Regions from separate parts of the Mus musculus genome. Here all the other regions are linked to region 2. A link is a contact called in public promoter capture Hi-C data. All regions are on one chromosome and are shown on one strand. The core of a region is the stretch at or near the end of the contact, and the rest is flanking DNA. Distances in the headings are between cores, read along the strand shown.

Region 1 (2,943 bases), core at 198-2,697, 2.5 Mb before region 2:
ACAGCTTCAGTGTACTTACATATAATAAATAAATCTTTAAAAAAAAAAAAAAAAAAAAAACCAAACCAAAAACCAGAACTGGAACAGGGTCAGAGGTTAGGGAAACACTGAGTTACACCCCTAACCAACTCCCCTTTTAAACTTTCCTTTTTTTTTTTTTTTTTTTTTTTCTTCCCGAGACAGGGTTTCTCTGTGTAGCCCTGGCTGTCCTGGAACTCACTCTGTAGTCCAGGCTGGCCTCGAACTCAGAAATCTGCCTGCCTCTGCCTCCCAAGTTAAACTTTCCTTTTTAAAGCAAGTATCTTGTAGCCCTGCTGACCTCTCAAACTAGTGACCCTTTATCAGTCTCCCAAGATTCGAGATGCATGATGGTGTATGCTTTTAATTTCAGCACCCAGCAGGCAGACAGACTGCTGAGTTCCTGGTCTGCCAGGGTTATATAGCAGAACTATCAAAAAACCAAAAGAACAAAAAAATCCCTAAGATGGACACACCTGGGGTCGATGGTCAGGTGTCTGTGGGCAGACTAGACAAGATCCTCCTCCAACTCTTACTAGTTTATATTGTTGACCATTTTTCCTGACCTCCCAACATTCCAGCTCCAAGTTACTGGGCAGCCAGCGCCGACAGCGTCATAGACCTGAGAGGCTGACCAGCTGGGCCATCTGCTACGCTAGTCCAGCAGCAGGTGGCAAACTTGTCCTCCTTTCAAGTTACCTTAACTGGGCAACAGCTTCCTTAGGAGGCCACAAGTGGGTGGAGCTAGGAGCCTAATTCCGGAAGGGAGCCCGACGATGGCCCCTTGCAGAAGCGTCTCCCACTAAGCTGTGTGCAGCCTTCACAACTTTACAACTGCCCAAAGCCACATCTACCCTATTTGCACTCCTCCAAAAGCTACGACTATTCAAGAGCAATTTGTGAGCAGGTTGCTAACGCGCAAAGGTTCGATTTGCACGTCTTCGTCACCTGGCCTCTAGGCAGAGAGAGTTAACATTCCAGGACCCTTAGAGGGCAGAGGCCCCGAGAGGACACCAGCTGGAAGCGGCAGAGCACTGTGCAGGCCAGGACCCAACGTGCAGGGCCTACGTCACCGCTCCGCCTATGTCGGCAACTGAGCCAGAGCCCCCAGAAGACTCTAGACCAGCTTCGTGCCCCCTAAAGTGTCCTAGATCTTCAGCCCCTGCGAATGCGTTCGGCAGGGAAACTGAGGCAGGGGTGTGCGATAGATTCCTTCCTTCCCACCTACGTTTCAAGAATAGCAACGCTGTTTTTCCCCATCCTCAGGACCACAAGGGACCACCCAGATCAACCGGAAAATGGGGAGTTGGGGGCGGGGGGTGGGGGCGAAAGCCATCAAGGTCTGGGGAGCCAGTCAACGTTGCCACACTCAAGATGGCGGCGCGGCCGTGGCGAGGTCCTTCAGAGGCGGTACCGACGCATGCGCAGCGCGGAGTCCCGGCCCGGGACACAAGATGGCGGCAGCGGCGCTGGGGAGGGCGAGGCGGAGGCGGCAAAACGGGCGGTCGAGCAGAACGTGTGGCCGCATCCCCTCGAGTCCGCTTCGGGCAGGTAAGAGCCCCAGGAAGCCACGGTCCCGCTGCGTGCCGCGCCTGGGTCCGGGAGTCCGAAGCAGGACGGCGGAGGCCCCTCCGGCGCTTCCCGCTCGGGGCTGCCGCTCGCCCGGTCTCTTTCGTCGCCGCCATCTTAGAGCCGCGGGTGGGCAGCAGGACTGCCGGCTGGGGTGAGTGCAGTGGGCCCGGAGAGCCCGGGCGGAGCGGCCTCTAGGGTCCCTTCGCTGCTGCCGCTGCCGCCGTCGCCACCGCCTTTGTGTCGGGCTCCGACTCAGAGTCGCCTCAGCCCGGGGGCGGGAGCGCGCGGCAGGGCGGGGGGCGGAGCCCGGGCGAAGGGCCGGCGCGCGCGCGCCAGACTTCCCGCCCCCGCTGGGCTTGCGGGAGGGGCAGGCGGGAGCGCGCTGGGAGCGGGGTGGGGGAGGGTTCCCGTCTGTGCGCCTGCGTGGCTCCGCCCACCAGAGCCGGGGCGTTATGATTGGTACTCTGGTATGTGATCCCGCCCATGTTCCTCCAATCCCGGAATCGGATGCATTTTCTAGTCCGAGTTCCGCTGCTTGCGCAGATACAGTTGTTTGTCTCTAGACTACGCTGCGCTTCTCCGACTTTGGTATGCGTGGGGGTCCGGAAGGCACAGGCTAAGTGAAAACAGTCACTTAATGGGAGCAGCAGCGAGAGTCCACAGAACGCTAGACTACGGTGCAGGGGTCAGATGGTTCTGACGTAGGTGTCAGGACGGCAGCACGGCCTTGAACTTGGGTCTGGCCAACTTCAGAGCTGGCGTTTTGGCCAGAGACCTGCTGCACCTATCTACGCGAGTTTATCTTATTTTTAAAAGACAGGGTCTCTGTGTAGCCCTGGCTATCCTGTAACTCACTATGTGGAACAGGCTGCCCTCGAATTCACAGAAACCCTGTGTCTTTAGTGCTGGGATTAAAGTCGTCTGTCACTACACCTGGCTCTAATGTGTGTGTATGTGGTACTGGGGATATAACCCTAGGTTTCACATATGCCGGGCAGTCAGTGTACTAAGTAGCTTTATTACCAGCACTTAACAAGTTCCAAGTTAACATTTTCAAGCTGTGTAAAGTGCAAAAGTGTGTCATCTTGTCTCCCAGTCCCATCTGGGGTGCGTTTAAAAATAAAATCTTGTCGAGGGTGAAGGCACAGATCTGAAATTCTAGCACTTAAGAGATGGATGGATGACCAAGGCAGGATAGGATGACTAAGGGCGATAATCTTTAACACTCCGATTCCGGCAGGATCATTAGGAGTTTTACGCCAGTTTCAGCTGTGTGAGACCCTGCCCTAAAGTTACAAATTCTTTGGTAGTTCTACCCCTCCTGCTTCTAACTGCAAATAGGTGTCGTTGGGG
Region 2 (3,082 bases), core at 381-2,880:
AGAATCCAGCAGTGTGTGTGCATGTCATATCCATGTGTGGAGAATTTGCAAGGGTCAGTTCTCTCTCACCATGTGTGTCACAGAAACTAAGCTAAGGTCATTCGGCTGGTGGCATGAGCTGTTACCCAGAATCATCTCAGCAGTCTTAGTTTTAATATCCATATATGAAAATTTTTTTACGTGGGCAGCCTTCTTGGCACACATTAATTGTGCTGGAATTTTTGTTCTCAGCTAATGTGTGAGGCTTCCCTTGTTCGTTTAATTTTATCTTGCCTTATACCTGGCTTTCCTAGTTCCTTTGTATAGTCTGAACCCCACAAGGTACATCTCAGCATACAGTAGGTCTCTACAGAGAACTTGGGCATGTTAGCTGAATGGAAGACCACCTGCCTGCCATATGTGTTGCCCTAGGTTCCACCCCTGTACAGAAGTAGACAGATGCCTGAATGGGGGTGGGGAGGGGTGTCTCTCACCCTCCAGTCCCAACTGCTCAAGAGGATGAGACAGAAGGATCGTTCTTTGGGAAAGTGACATATCTGTTAAGCGTTATTAAGTGGGGGGGGGGGGGGGAACTACCTAGGGTGGAAGGGGCCCTGAAGGAGAACACCCAGAAGGTCCCATAAAGACCTCAGCAGTACCAGGCCAGTTTTAAGCAATACAGACTAGACAGTTCAAGTTATCTTCGGTGTTGAAAGCCCAGTGGGCAATGCGCTTGCTACGCAAGCACGAGGACCTCAGTTGGTATTCCCAACATCCACACAGAAGCCAGGGATAGCTGTTGGCATCTGTAACCATAGGGACAGGGAGACTGAGAAGGAGGATCCCTGGGAGTTGTTGGCTAGCCACTATGTCGCGTCCCTAGTTTCAGGTTCACTGTCTCATAACTAAGGTGGAGCGTGAGTAAGGAAGACATCTGATAACCTGGGACCTCCTAATGTACCCCACCCACCCCCGCACACACAAAGGTTAAGAAAAATTTGTTGGGATAGTTCAATGAGTAAAGGCGGTGCCGCCAACCCGTATTACCAGAGTTCAATGCCGAGGACCAACACGGAGGAAGGCGAGAATGAAACCCCTCAAGTTGTCCTGGATCTCATTTTCACATCTACCACACCAACCAATAAACCAATGGGGAATGTCCAACCTCTGCCTTGCTAGCTCTCAACTTTTATAATCGGAGTAAGTACACTGTCTAGCGTTTCAAAGACCCTCTGTCTACTCTCCCCACAGCAGGGGAAACTGAGGCCGCCTCGGAACGCGCCTGCGGACTCCCTCCGCTCCGCACAGCCGGCCCGGACGCCCAGAGAAACCACTTTCCCCCATTCTGAGCCCTGGGATTCTCACGCGGGGCGGACGGCTTGGCTCACAGCTGAGTCACCCAGATCTCAAAAGTTTCCTCCAAATCTTTCCCGCCCGGGGACCGGAAAAAAAAAAAAAAAAAAAAGTCCGGATGTCCCAAGGCCAGATCGTCACACAGCCTGGCCGGAAAAAGCCCACAGAAAGCCCCAGAGGTCGTCCCACTCCCAGGCCACAGAGAGGACAGCGCAGAGGGTCGCCCTGGGAGGCCAAGCCCCGCCCCTGCCCGCAGCGGAAACCGGAAGCAGCCGCCGGCCCCGCTAGCCCTGCGGCGCCGAACTCTGTAGTCTCGGAAGCTCGCAGGATAGGGGAGAAGATGGCGGAGGAGGAGTGAGTGCGCGGCTTCGGGTAGCGGAGGCGGCAGGGCCGGGCCGGCGGGCGACAGCGGGCCTGGAGCGCCCGGGTGGAGTGGCGCGGGCCCACCTAGCCAGGGTTGGCGGGGGGCGGGATGAGAACATGGGCCCTGAGGCCTCCCGGAGGTCCGACATTGCTGACCACGCGCAGGCCTGGCGGAAGCCGCGAACGTCCTTCCTGCTCCCGGTTTCCGGTTATCTCAGGGTTCCCTGGCTCTCCTCCTCCTGATCCAGGAAGTTCTCCCGTTGCCACGAGCAGCCCCTGGCATCCCCCGTAACCATCAGCAACCTTCATTGTTCTTGTCTGCCCCCAGCAGGTTTCTTTGATTCATTGACTGCTAGTTGACCGTTTTTCTCGGCCCTGGGCGTCAGGAGCCGCCCGCAGGGAGCCGCCACGAGGCTTTAGTGGGAGACTTTTGTGTGGACTGGGTGTTTTTGGACCTTGCCAGATGCTTGGATGGAAATTGGGTAGCATGAGGGAAGAGGAGCCCACCCTAGGTGGGAGAAAGACGTCTCGTGACCCGCAGCTTGAAATCTTAGAGGAGAGATGGGGAAGATGACGTGTTAAAAAGGCCCGAGTCCATCTTCATGCTTGGCAGGACACTGTTGTGTGTTACAAATTCTCTCTTTGAAATGAGCCCCAGAAAATTAACAAGGAACCCCTTAATTGATACCGAACTTTAACTAAGAGCATTTCAGGTAGCTCTTCGGCCACTGAGGAGCGAAAGTCATTAGATCTTGTTGTGTAGCTGTACTGTCCCAGACATTCACATAGTCTCAGCAGGACAAGATAAAAGAGGTAATACAGAGCCAAATGCTTTGAGATGTGGGCTTGAAGCTTGATCAGTTTATGGGGTCCTGGAATGAGGCAGTGCTCAGTGGTCACAATTCCATCACTACTACATTAGTTTACAGACCTAACCTTAAGAGCACAGGCGGAAGCCTTGCATAGAGTGGGATGTTCCAGAGCAGGAAACTTGAGCCATTTGAGATTCCAGAAGGGTTTGGTAGGGTAGGTTAGGGCATTCTAGGGAGAAAAACGGGGCAGATTCAGCTGACTTGGTCAGTTAAAGGCTGGAATCTTGCCCACCATTCCTGAGGTCAATCCCTAGTTTAGTCAAACACACACACTGCACCCAAAATTCAAGGAGATTGTAGACTAGGAAAGTAAATAATACTGAAACTGGGGTGTAGGGAGACTCCAGTTCCACCCTAGAAGTCTGTTTGTGTTTTTCTTTTTGAGACAGGTTCATGTAGCCCATAAAACTGGTCCTCACTGAGTATCAGTATGTAGGCCAGGGTGACCTTGGTCTTGAACTCTTAGCTTTCCTGCATCTGTCTCCCAAGTGCAGAGATTACAGGCATGGATTAAC
Region 3 (2,862 bases), core at 151-2,650, 3.0 Mb before region 2:
ACAGTATGTTGCCCCTCTTCTCTGACCTTTAGTTTAAACATGTGTATAATGGGAGCAGAGGCCAAAAGAAAAAAAAAAAAGAGCCTGAAAACTCTGTACTAAAGAAAGAAAACACTGAGAATCTAAAATGAAAATAGTCATTTTTTAAAATGTATTATTTCCTTGGGAGTCCTTGGGAATTCCATGTGGGTCTGGAATATAGCAAGTTTCAGACCATCCAGGGCTACATAGTGAGACTGTAAGACCCCTGAAGCTGGGCCTCTGCTCAAGTCCCAGGATGAGTTGGCCAGCACCCCAGTGACCCGAGAGAAAACCACACCTGATGCAAACTGCAAGAGGTTTTATTATTAGGTAGCTGAGGATGAAGTCCCTCTGCTGTGCAGGGGCTGGGAGTTGACCCTGAGCGGTGACAGTAGGGGGCTTTTAACAGCTAGCTGGGGAATTGGGAGGAGTTGGGAGGAGAGTTCTTCTCTTCCGGGTGTCCTTGGTGAAATTTACAAGGCAGGAGTGGGGAGTGAGTTCTTTCTGAATTTTTATCTCCATGTCCTCGGCACAGGAAGGCAGGCATCTCTGGTTGTAAAGTATAGAAACAAAAAGGCTTTTTGCTGGCTATAGAGAACAAAGAGCTTCTTTCTGGCTGTATTTTAGAGATCGGGGGAAACAAGCTTGGGGAACGTCCAGGGGCTTTACCTTCCAGGGAGAAACGCTCTAAGTCGGGGTCCCACGAGACTCTGTCTTTAAAAAAAAAAAAAAAGAAAAGTTCCCTTTTGTTAAATTTAAATTGTTGCCGGGTGTGGTGGCGCATGCCTTTAATCCCAGAACTTGGGAGGCAGAGGCAGGCGGATTTCTGAGTTCGAGGCCAGCCTGGTCTACAGAGTGAGTTCCAGGACAGCCAGATCTACACAGAGAAACCCTGTCTCGAAAAAAAACAAAAAAAAATTTTTTTATATTGTTATCATTGTATTTCTATGAGTGTGATAGTCAGATGATAGCTTACAGGAGGCAGTCAGTTCTTTTCTTCCAACATGTGAGTTCAAGATATAAAATGGTCGTCAGTCTTGGCAGCAAGCATCTAGCCCTCTAACCATCTCACCATTCCTCAGTGAATGCTATTTTATTTTATTTTTTATTTTTTATTTATTTTATTTATTTTATTTTTAAAGTCTAGACCTTCCACCCCTTTCCCTCCTAGGAATGGACCTGCTGGATTTTAAAAATCTCCCTCTAGAGGGCGCGCAAGACCCACGGTTTTGTGCCTCATTTCCGTTTGCCTTCATCCTTCATCTTACGCATGTGCAGAGTTTATTTCCGGGCTGCTCGCAAGGGCCCCTTTGGATGGCGTGTAGGGTTCATCCACTGCGTCTGCGCAATGCCCCTCGGTTGCCGTCCCCGGAAGCTCTCCCTTCCCAGGAAGCCGTGGGCCGCAGCTATTCGGCCTCTCTAGGCCGGCGGGTCCTCCGCTCCATGGTCCTGTCTGTCAGCGCTGTGTCAGGAGGCCAGTGCCGAGGTCCGGTCGCGCTCCGACGCTTCGACCCTCGAGCCGGTCGCGGGTGAGTGAACCCGGGAGGAGCCCGGCGGTCGGAACGGGTGGGTCCGCCCGCCCCGCCTCTCCCACCCGGGAATGGGCTTGCTCCCGGGTCCCAGGCCCTCCTCCCTCCCTCCCGCGCCGTTACCAAGGCGACGGCCGGCCCGCCGGCTGCAGCTCCCTGTGTCTTCCCGCAGGTATCCCGGCGGCCGCGGGACGATGGCGTGGTGGCACTGACAGGCGCGGGCGGCTGCCGAGCCCCGCGGGCCGGCATGGCGGGCCAGTTCCGCAGCTACGTGTGGGACCCGTTGCTAATCCTGTCGCAGATCGTACTCATGCAGACCGTCTACTATGGCTCTCTGGGCCTGTGGCTGGCGCTGGTGGACGCGCTGGTGCGCAGCAGCCCGTCCCTGGACCAGATGTTCGACGCGGAGGTAAGCTTAGCGGAAAGGAGTGGGGTTTTGTGGTGGGGCACCGCCGAGCTCTAAATCCGGCTGGGCCAAGTTCTCATTTTGTGGACACTTTTTTTTTTTAAGAAGGGATTTCAGTGTGCGCTCCCCGCGCGACCCCGGTGCCCATCTGTAAAACGGAACGACGAGAACAGGGAAGGAGATAGAGTCTAGGAAGCAAAGTAGTGATCTACAAAGTTCACGCTCAGGAACTGCGCGTTCGAGATACAAACAAGCAAAATCTCATAGGGTTTTAAAGAACCTTACAGTGTTGTGTTGGCTGCCTATGCGCTTAGCCTCGTAGCCAGCTCCGCAGCTTGTGGCTAGAGGTTGAACACACATGGCAGATACTACAGTCAACAGACTTGTGTCCCGGGCAAACATGATGTCTCTTTCTTGAAACCCTCTAGAAAAATGACTTCCTTTCTCCCAGCTGAGCTTGTCAGGAGCCACAGTAAGAAGAGGGATAGACAAAAGGGCATCCGTAATGATGAAGTGGAAACTGTTAAGACTTGGTGTCAGATAGGTCCCTTTAAATTCCTCTCTGCCCTGTGACTTGGGCAAATGTTTCCTCTCCCGTCTGCAATATCACACTGTTGGTACGAGGTGGTGAACTGTTCAAAGAGCCTGCTGTGCTTAGGGTCCAATCTAGCTGAGAGAACTTGAAGAGTTGTTTTGCCTTTCCAATCCCTTTTATCCTCTGCAAAGTGAGCAGGATAATCCTGTCATGTTACCTATAGTAAAATGTTAAAAGGCCCAGAGGGGTTTAAGAATAAGAAAATGCTTCGTGCCGGGTGTGGTGGCACACGCCTTTAATCCCAGCACTCGGGAGGTAGAGGCAGGTGGATTTCTGAGTTTGAGGCCAGCCTTGTCTATACAAAAGTGAGT
Region 4 (2,820 bases), core at 273-2,772, 2.5 Mb before region 2:
ATCACAAAGTAATGGGTCAGGAAAACATGGCTCAGTTTCCCCTTACAGCCTAGCACCCATAGAACCCGGCCCTCCCGTTCCATTTGACAGATGGGAAGACTAAGATAACTGAGATGGATCAACATTTGAACCGGGCTCATGGAGCCTGAGGGCTCTGGGTAAGACCATGGATAATTCTGGCTCTGTCGATAGCAAGCACGCTCTGCCTCAGTTTCCCTTTCTGAAGATTCTGGAAACAAGTGGTTTAAGTATGTCTCTTAGCCATGGGACTTGTCAAAACCGACCACAGCAGTTTGGCATGGCATGGCTTGGCGTCTGCCTCAAAAACAGTTATTTTCTACAAGTAGGCTTTGCTGACGGTCCCCCTGCCCACACCATCCACACTGATCCATACCACAGAGTGGTTGCCACCGTCCGAGCTCTGCCCGACGCCAGAGTCGTCAGCCTCCGTTAATCCTGGGACGGTCGCAGCGTCGCTGCTGTCCGCGGACACAGCTTCCGAGGTGCACACACCCAGGCCGCTCTCAGAAGGCTCCTCAGGCTGGCCGGGCCGAGGGGCCGCGTCGCTACTGCTCTCCACCTCGTTCTCCTCCATTGGTTCTGGGGACCGACTGACAGCGAAGCGCGGGGTTTGAGGCTTTCACTCTGCTGGGCGATACGACCATGGTTGCAACAAGTGGTCCACCTTTCGGGCCCGGCCAAGCAGAACCCACCCAGATGCACCGGTGTGCCCATTCTGCAGATGCAAAGACTGAGCATCGGACTAGATGGGACGGGGTTTCCTGGAAAGGGAACCTTCCAGAAAAGAATAGGGACGCCTGGCCTCTCAGGCTAGGACCCTTTGGGAAGAAGGGTGGTCCCGGTGGGTGATCACGGCTCCTTGCTCCTCCCAGAGGCATGAATCGACCCTGGGCGGACACAGCGGCCCGGCGCTCCGGCCCCCGTGTCCCCTCGGATGAGGAGCCGGTGGTACAGCCCGCAGGCCCCCGGGGTCAGTGGTTCACTCCCCCTCCCCGGACTCCCCTGCGGAGGGGGCTGACAGCGACGGTCGCGGGGCCTGGTGTCTCGGGGCTGTCCCCGGCGCTGCCTGAGCTCCAGGCCCGGCGCCATCTTGTGGCGGCGCTGGGTTTCCGCTCAGGCAAATGCGAGAGCGGCTAAAGGGCCTGGGACCCCGGGGCCCTGTTCGGACAGCCCCGCCGGCCCGGGAGTCCGCCACCCGGCAGCCTCGCGGCAGGGCCCCGGTGCACGGCAGTGTGCGGAGGGGCAGCCCGCCTCCGGCTGCCGCTAACCTGAGCCTCTGGCTGCTGTGTCGCTCTCCGACTCCGGCATCGACGAGGTCGCCATCCTCTCACCCCCGTCGCGGAGGAACCCATCGGCCGCCCTCGAACCGGAACTACTTCCGCCGCCGTCCCCCCGGGAGAGAGAGATCTGCGGGGTTTCAGAAGGCCTCTCGGAGGACTCAGAGCCGTCGTCGGGTCCAGGAGGACTCTAGAAGTCACATGCTGCCCGGTGTTAGGGCTGAGGTCAGCTGGGTACGGGGACTACTTTTTCGTGTGGCGGAGGGCTACACGGGAAGTGGCATGACGTCACGCAGGTCCCAGCCCGGACTCGCCGGACAAGGCGCGGCGGAGGCGCCCGGCTCTCGTGGGTGTGGCCCCCAGCGTCTAGCCACACCTCCAGGGGTCGCTTAGAGAACCGTCGCGACCTGGGATGGTTTAGAGGTGTCCAGAGGGGAGGGAACGTCAGTCATTTTCCTGGTTTTTCACCTGTAGCTTAAAGCTCCACTCGAGCCAGATCGGGTTCTCCCGGGTTGGGCTTGCTGTGCCGTAGTACAGATGGCAAAACCGAGGTTTGAGGACAGGAAAGGCTGGTCAGGAATCACAACTAAGGCGACTTGGGGGATCGGGTAATGGCAGAGGTCAGGGATGTTTGAAGAAGAGTTAATGCTTAGGCCACGGTGCACTTCGCAGCTGTATTTCTTACTAGGACTGGAGGGCCAGACACCCAGCTGTCCTCTGATCAGTGTAGGTGTGTTTAGAAGTTGGGGAATTAGCTCAGTGGCAAACACGAGGCCCTGCGTCCTATTCCTAGCATACACACGCGCTCATAGACGCGCATGCACGCACGCAGGCAGTGTTAGGTATTTTTAGAAGTCTACAGTCCTTGGGCCCAGTGTGGTGGTGGCTCATGCTTTTAATCTAGCACTCCGGAGAGGCAGGCTAACCTCACTTGACTTACATAGACCAGCTGGAGCTATGTAGTAAGTTTTTCCCAGAAACCACATGGTAAAAGGAGAGAACCGTCTCTTCCAGGCTGTCCACCCACCTCCACGCGCTCTTAGTGTCATGTGTGCACTTACAGACATAACAATAAATACATGCTTAAAGCCGGGCCCTGGTGCTGCACGCCTTTGAGTCCTAACACTTGGGAGGCAGAGGCAGGCGGATTTCTGTGAGTTTGAGGCCAGTCTGCTCTACATAGTTCCGGAACAGCCAGGTCTACATAGCGAGACCATATCTCAAAACAGAAAAGAGAAGAGAAGAAGAAAAGAAAAAAAAAAGAGAGAAAGAAAAGGAAATGGAAAGAGCCAGGGAGTGGTGGCACACACCTTTAAACCCAGAAATGGAAAGGCAGAAACGGGTGGATCTCTGTGAGTTCAAAGCCAGCCTGGTCTACAGAGTTAGTTTCAGGACACAAAAACCGTGTACTAAAAAAAAAAAAAAAAAAAAAAAAAGCGGGGCGGTGATGGCACACTCCTTTAATCCCAGCACTTGGGAGGCAGAGGCAGGCGGATTTCTGAGTTCGAGGCCAGCCTGATCT

What was found. Promoter capture Hi-C pulls out the DNA fragments that hold promoters and counts their contacts. Capture Hi-C pulls out chosen DNA fragments and counts their contacts.
Region 1: a promoter capture Hi-C map of liver shows a contact between it and region 2, with 3 times the contacts expected there. The contact joins the promoter of Pcif1 here to the promoter of Slc9a8 in region 2. A contact is called at or near these places in 2 of 39 promoter capture datasets (liver and pre-B cells) and 1 of 484 Hi-C or Micro-C datasets (B cells).
Region 3: a promoter capture Hi-C map of liver shows a contact between it and region 2, with 4 times the contacts expected there. The contact joins the promoter of Sys1 here to the promoter of Slc9a8 in region 2. A contact is called at or near these places in 2 of 39 promoter capture datasets (liver and pre-B cells) and 1 of 484 Hi-C or Micro-C datasets (B cells).
Region 4: a promoter capture Hi-C map of adipose tissue shows a contact between it and region 2, with 3 times the contacts expected there. The contact joins the promoter of Zfp335 here to the promoter of Slc9a8 in region 2. A contact is called at or near these places in 1 of 115 datasets of contacts at active chromatin or transcription factors (thymic regulatory T cells) and 1 of 9 other capture datasets (adipose tissue).

Annotation. Positions count from the first base shown.
Region 1 is chr2:164,877,921-164,880,863 of GRCm38.p6, forward strand. Pcif1 (PDX1 C-terminal inhibiting factor 1) reads left to right here and starts at 1,448. Exons shown (of 17, transcript NM_146129.3): 1 at 1,448-1,569. 4930445K14Rik (a long non-coding RNA gene) reads right to left here. Exons shown (of 2, transcript XR_003953757.1): 2 at 1-2,121.
Region 2 is chr2:167,420,080-167,423,161 of GRCm38.p6, forward strand. Slc9a8 (solute carrier family 9 (sodium/hydrogen exchanger), member 8) reads left to right here and starts at 1,631. Exons shown (of 17, transcript NM_148929.3): 1 at 1,631-1,686. The coding sequence starts at 1,673.
Region 3 is chr2:164,459,571-164,462,432 of GRCm38.p6, forward strand. Sys1 (SYS1 Golgi-localized integral membrane protein homolog (S. cerevisiae)) reads left to right here and starts at 1,401. Exons shown (of 4, transcript NM_025575.3): 1 at 1,401-1,550; 2 at 1,723-1,959. The coding sequence starts at 1,798.
Region 4 is chr2:164,910,228-164,913,047 of GRCm38.p6, forward strand. Zfp335 (zinc finger protein 335) reads right to left here and starts at 1,523. Exons shown (of 28, transcript NM_199027.2): 1 at 1,290-1,523; 2 at 395-645. The coding sequence starts at 595. It overlaps Zfp335os (zinc finger protein 335, opposite strand), which reads left to right and starts at 1,206. Exons shown (of 2, transcript NR_166490.1): 1 at 1,206-1,523.